Regions from separate parts of the Mus musculus genome. Here region 2 is linked to region 1. The links are chromatin contacts, called in public HiChIP or PLAC-seq maps. All regions are on one chromosome and are shown on one strand. The core of a region is the stretch at or near the end of the contact, and the rest is flanking DNA. Distances in the headings are between cores, read along the strand shown.

Evidence for each region. HiChIP or PLAC-seq counts read pairs in DNA pulled down with a chosen protein or histone mark.
Region 2: a FOXA1 HiChIP or PLAC-seq map of pancreatic cancer cells shows a contact between it and region 1. The contact joins the enhancer-like site here to the promoter of Cxcl5 in region 1. A contact is called at or near these places in 2 of 39 promoter capture datasets (both in the 3T3-L1 cell line), 2 of 484 Hi-C or Micro-C datasets (LSK cells and peritoneal macrophages), 1 of 115 datasets of contacts at active chromatin or transcription factors (pancreatic cancer cells) and 1 of 9 other capture datasets (adipose tissue).

The regions. Positions count from the first base shown.
Region 1 is chr5:90,757,774-90,760,840 of GRCm38.p6, reverse strand. Cxcl5 (chemokine (C-X-C motif) ligand 5) reads right to left here and starts at 1,543. Exons shown (of 4, transcript NM_009141.3): 1 at 1,281-1,543; 2 at 1,017-1,152; 3 at 791-874; 4 at 1-388. The coding sequence starts at 1,398. The coding sequence ends at 328.
Region 2 is chr5:90,593,985-90,597,442 of GRCm38.p6, reverse strand. The region is part of intron 13 of Albfm1 (albumin superfamily member 1); the gene reads right to left. Among named protein-coding and RNA genes, the nearest start is that of Gm42109, 11 kb to the right of the region's middle. Within about 2 kb of position 2,047, at least 68 of the 459 cell types and tissues checked have an H3K27ac peak or open chromatin away from gene starts, as enhancers often do. A contact at or near this core is called in pancreatic cancer cells, where this site is marked.

The DNA.
Region 1 (3,067 bases), core at 294-2,793:
CATATACATATACATATACATATACATATACATATACATATTCCGGAGACAATGCAATAGTCACCTTCAGTTCAAGACATTTTGAAAGGTTAACAACCAATGATTCTTGACTTACACACTAAAGTATCACAATTTCCGATAGTGTGACAGATAGGAAAGAATAGGAAATATTTTTGCTAAATACACTTGTGAGATGAGCAGGAAGCTTCAGGGACAATGGTTTCCCTTTTCTCATCAAAGCAGGGAGTTCATAAAGAAAATCCGTGGGTGGAGAGAATCAGCCCTTTCTTCTTATCTTCACTGGGGTCAGAGTCCTCAGAAATCTTTCTATTGAACACTGGCCGTTCTTTCCACTGCGAGTGCATTCCGCTTAGCTTTCTTTTTGTCACTGTTGAGAAAAGACTTATATCAGTAACTAAAATTCTTCAGTTTATCCTAACACACACACACACACACACACACACAGAGAGAGAGAGAGAGAGAGAGAGAGAGAGAGAGAGAGAGAGAGAGAGAGAGAGAGACAGAGAGACAGAGAGAGAGAGAGACAGAGAGAGACAGAGAGAGAGAGAGAGACAGAGAGAGAGACAGAGAGAGAGACAGAGAGAGAGAGAGAGAGACAGAGAGAGAGAGAGAGAGAGATGAGTTTTGGGTTATTGCAACATCCCAGAATAACAACTTTCCCTTCTGAATCCTTTTATTCTAAGCTCAGTTTCGAATGTGGGATGGGAGCCTCAACTCATACAGGGAGAATAAGGACCTTGCCCGCTGCAGAGACTAAGATAGCAAGTACCTGCCCAATATTTTCTGAATGATTTTCTTTATCACAGGAGCTTCTGGATCCAGACAGACCTCCTTCTGGTTTTTCAGTTTAGCTCTGCGGAGGAGGAAAAAAAGAGGATGCACAGGTGAGCCCGGGTGACTGAAGAATCCGGGATAAGGGATGTGGGTAGGGCAGGGGGTGTCCTGGACTTCCATCTCCCAAGATCACCTGCACCCAGAACACAGTCAGAACTCACATGACTTCCACCGTAGGGCACTGTGGACCTGCAGGGATCACCTCCAAATTAGCGATCAATTTGGGATTAATTTTTGGAGTTACGGTTAAGCAAACACAACGCAGCTCCGTTGCGGCTATGACTGAGGAAGGGGCAGCTGTGGAAGAGACAAGATTATAGGAGGATGCTGGAAGAGCCCCTTTCCCCGCTCCTGGGACCCGCTGACTGCGATGGCCCGCCCGGATGGGTCAGGCACCCTGCGCCACGCAGGTGCTGCGCCCTCACCTTCAGCTAGATGCTGCGGCAGCGTGAACAGCAACAGAAATGCCAGCGGCGCCATCCGCATGAATGGCGAGATGGAACCGCTGGGGATGCGGGCGGAGCTGCGGAGCTGGAGGCTCATTGTGGACAAGATCCCGGACCAGGGAGCACCAGCTCGGGATATGCTGGAGGAGGTGTGGAGATTGGGGCTCTACAGAGCACTATGGTGTTCTCAAACCCACTGCACCCCTTTTATCTGTTCTCTCTCTTCCTTCAGGCAGGAAACTGGAGCTTGAAGATGCTGGGGAAATTCCCTGGACTTGGAGTTAGGAGGTGGGGGGCTCAGAGGGGCTGGGCAATGGGATTGGGGCGGGAGGATGGCTAGGAGGAGTGGCTCTTTGCCAAATCGGAGGAGAATGCTTGTAGTCCTGCCCCGGGAACAGAAGGCTGCTGCTCTGGGTCAGACTCCTTTAGAGGACCTTTCCCTCTCCTAGGTCAGGGCTAGTTAAGGCAGGACAGAGCTCTGAGGATGCCCTTCTTTTCCTTGTAGGAAGACTGGAGCCAAAGGAAGGAGTTTTGACTTTAGAAAACCTTCCACAGGTCTTTAACTGTTATTACTACAAACACTATTGCTGACACCTGGGAGATGGCTCAACCTTTAAGAGAACTGGTTGCTGTGGCAGAGGTCCAGGGTTTGGCTCCCCACCCACCCACCCATGCAGGACCACATTGCCACATTGCTGCTCACAAGCTTCTCTAGCCCCAGGTCTAGGGAACCCCACGTCCGTCGTCTTTTGGCTTCCTTGGGGCAGATGCATCTACTTGGTACACAGACAGATAAGCAGACATACACATGCTCATAAACAAAAATACATTTGAAATGTGTGTTTTTAAAACGAAGACTGTTTTTATTCAGGAAATGTAATCCCGGACTTGAAAAGATAAATAAATAGAAAGAAAGAAAGAAAGAAAGAAAGAAAGAAAGAAAGAAAGAAAGAAAGAAAGAAAGAAAGAAACCTTGCCCTCTCCTTGTGTGTGGATTACTTATTGATTCTTTGGGATTCTGCCAGCTTTGAAAGCCAAGAAACTATGAAAGTGTTTTGACTTCCACTTAAACCAGCTGCATGAATGGCCTTCAAAATAAAAGCTGCTTACTGGAAGCCCTGCTATTGTAATTGTTTGGCTTAATGAACAACTTCACAGATGACTCAGCAAATTGCTTTGGGAGGAAGATAAAATCTTTGCACCCTTTGCCATTCAGTTAGGAGCAGTCTGTCCTGTGCTTGGAGCCGGAGGCAACACCAGGGGCTTCTTGCTGTGCTTTCTAATGTGGCTCCCCTGCCAGATAGGGATTTGACAGTGGGTAGAAGCTAAAGGAGGTTGGTGCAGCTGAGGGACTCATCCGTGGGACTTATCTGCGAGTTTGGTGCAAGGGTTTGATTCAGTTTGCCAGCAAGATAGCATCCGTTCTGACTCCCTCCAAGCAACTTCTTGGAGTTCAGAGGAGGGATGCTTTCCCCAGGGGCTTGGCGGGGGTTGGGGGTGGGGACCCTGGAGGGGCCACCTGGTGATGAAAGATGAGATGACTTCCTGTAACTAAAGGCCTTCATACCAAGGCAGTCGGTTATAACATTAAGTGGTGCCCTGGCTTTCTTTATAGAGATTTAACAGATCTCCTCTCTGGATGGTTCTCAAAACCTCTGGCCATGTAGTAGGCCGGCAGAGGAAGTCTGTAAACATGACAGCCTTACACATATAGTCCTGGAAAGAAACTGTTTTTTCTTGTCCCCTGTAACCATGGGAACCGCCAT
Region 2 (3,458 bases), core at 798-3,297, 160 kb after region 1:
AAAACTATGATGGTCCAGGCCCCTAAACAGAAACGACTTGGGCTTCCATGATGGATCCTGAGACGGCTCCATGATGCCCCTTCCTCTCAGTGTCAGCCGTCCCCACAGGCCTGGTGACTTAAAGACTCAGTTAATTGCAAGTCCTTTCTCCCTTTCAGGTCATCGGAACTAAAATAGTTTGATCTCTTCTCAAGGTGGCCAGGCTCTTTCGCTGCAGGGTAACACATAGGTACATGTGCATACATACAAACAGATAGACTCATGTACATCCACACACAGCTGCACAAATACACATGGCACACACATACATACATGCATACATACATGTGTGCACATGTGAGCTGGCTTGCCTTCCTAAGCACCGATAGCATTCCTGGGAGAAGGCTGAGTATATTCATTTAGCCCCTCCCCTTGGGCTCTGACATCATCACAGTCCATCCTTTAGGCAGAGCAGACTTTTCAGGCTTGCTTTGAGTTATAAGCTTCTGGACTTTAAGAAATCCCTCCTCCTTCAATAACCTGTAAGTCTTAAAGTCAACTTTCTTTCTTTTTTGAGAAAAAGTATTTACCTTTATCTTACGTGCACTGGTGTTTTGCCAGCATGTATGAGTACATGAGAGTGTCAGAACTTGCAGTTATAGACAGTTGTAAGCTGCCACAGCGGGTGCTGGGATTTGAACCAGGGTCCTCTGGAAGAGCAGTCAGTGCCCTTAACCATCGAGCTATCTCTCCAGCCCCCTTTTAAGTAAATATTTCATGAGAAGTCACTGTATTAGCTTAACCAAAGACCCAATTTGTTCATTTCTCTGAAGTTAATAGTAACCGCAGTGTGTTCTGTATCTGTCTTTTCTGACATCATGTATCCCATAGTTCCTTGGTAACTTGTAATTGTTACAATAACCAGTAACGTGCAAATATGTTTTTGGCTCAGGTAAGATAGGGGAAAGGCATCCAGGAAAACCAATTTATTTATTCTCTTATGCTGTTGTGGATTAAAATTAGGGCCATGTGCTAAGCAAAGGCTCCATCAGGAAGCTATGTAGCTGTCTCCTGAGCCTAGAAAAGCAGGAAGCAATCTAATCATGTAGGCGGCCCAGAATAAAAGGGGACCTACACAGTCCGACATGCAGTCCACACAAGACTGCCAGCGAAAAATGGGTGTAGGCTAGGTGGGCATGCTCACAAATACTTTTAACCCCAGTTTGCCCAGGGCTGCATAAAGAAGATACCCTACGAGGTCAGCCAACAATTCGTCTAAAGATAACTCTGTCTAAATTGAAAGATAATGCAACATTTTATTGCAGAAACTATATAAGTAAAACCCAGAGTTATTCTAATTTTGTGAGAAGAGTACCTGCTTGTGCTTGGTTTGGGAGCATGGAAAAGGGGCAGTTAGGTACTCTCAGAGAGGAAGGAGAGATCAGGAAACCACACACACACACACACACACACACACACACACACACACACACACACACACACGGCATCATTTCATGATGTCAATGGTAGCCTACAAAAGAGACACAACTTCACTAACAAGGTGGCTGCTGTAATGTCTCTTTTGAGAGATAACAGGAAGTCTCTGACCTTTAGCAGACCCATCTGCTATTGTAAATAATATTTCCAGTAAATCTGCCATTGAATAGACTACCAGTTTCTAACTTCAGTAGCAACCTGTTAACAGAGAACATACATGTTCCAGTTTGAAGCGGGTGCTTTAACCAGGCAGTGTGACACAGTACGCTATACTATACAATACTCTGTAGTACATAATGCACTACATTAATTAAATGATGACAATGCTTCTTTAAATTATTCCAAGACTCATAAGAGGATGAAAAAACTTAAAATTGTCTCTTAGAAATAGAGAATGTTCCCTGTTCATCTTTATTTGTGTTATAAGCCACATTGTGTATTACTTGGTTTTCAACTTATGGAGTATATCAAAATACAAAACATTGGTGGTCAGTGGCTCAGTGCGACCTGATCCATATGTATTTAGCTAATCATCCTACTTAACCTCGCCATCATTCTTTTCTTCGTAGTTGTATTGTACAATTGCACTAACTTTGAGAGTAGACTCATTAAGCTGGGCCGACTCATCGTGTGTAGAGTCTGGCCTATTAAAATCATAGGTAGATTCGTTCTCTGTTAACCTGTGTGGATCCGCATCTCAGAGAAAAATTAACCTTTCGTTCTCCTTTCACGTTGATTAGCAAGCACACTTCACCACACCCGACTTCTGCTGACTCACGATAGCTTTGTTCCGTTCTCACATCCTGTGAGGTGACGAATAGGTCTGGTGCGGTTATCCTTCCTCACAGAAGATTTTGCACGATTAGACTACAGAGTTTCTGTGAACAGAACGCTTTCCTTGTACCTGCTGAGACTCTCTTGTTTCCTGAACTGTGGAGTCTCCTTCCTTGGTCTGTCCAGATTCAGCCTGGTGCTACACACCAGCGCCTCTCTTCTTCAGGAAAAAAATGGACTGGGTGCCAGGTTGTTTCGTCTCCATGTTTTGGTTTATTCTGGCCGGTGGCAGCCTTCACGGGTGGCCAGCCAGCCAGCTGAGCCCTCTTCTGGAATCTCAGCTCCAGGAAGACTCTTGGCACATTACAACATACTACTGAAAACCATGGCTACTGAAACCCAGAATCAGTCGGCCAACAGAGAAACCAGAGGCACAAACTTTTGAAGAAAAGACTCCAAAATATTTTCTTCATTGGTTCCTTCATTTTAGGCTAACTTCTTTATGCAATGCACAGTTTGTTTTAACACATACTCTAGCCTTAAATACTGATATTTAATATCCCCCATTTTTCTTCCATATTGGTGTTGTTTCCAGCAGTTTCTTTATTTCTACTACCATCCTTTCTTCTGGCTTCTCACCCCAAACTAGACCTAAGGACATGCCGGGAAGGGTAGAGAGTAATCTGTCCACCTTCACAATGAGAAGGGGCTCCTGGGATGTTCTCCTCAGCACACCACACCACCAGCAGCAGCAGTGCCTGGAGCTTGCTAGAAACATGGAGTCACTCCACACAGACCTACTGAATCAGCAGCCCTGGGGGCAGAGTATGCTCACTATGTTTTAGCTGCTGTCCAGATTATACACACTAAAATCTGACCAGCCTGGCCTGAAGCAAACAAGAAAACACGACCCACTGAGAAAGAATCCAGTGGAATGATGCGTTAACATACATAAGTCCTAGGCCTTTTGACTTGTATAACATAGCATTCTGGTAACTTCTACAGCTTTCTCAAATGAGAAAGAACCTCAGAAGGAACAAGGTAAGGAAAAAAATCTTTAAAACTAAGTAAAAATACGCTACAACTTGCCAACCCTTACACAGACTGTCTAGATAGCCCCCAATTTATGAAGGCTCAACTTAGAATTTTTTTTTTAACTTTATGTGAACGCTATGCACAGTGGCAGTTGACTTTTACTGGAAGCATAA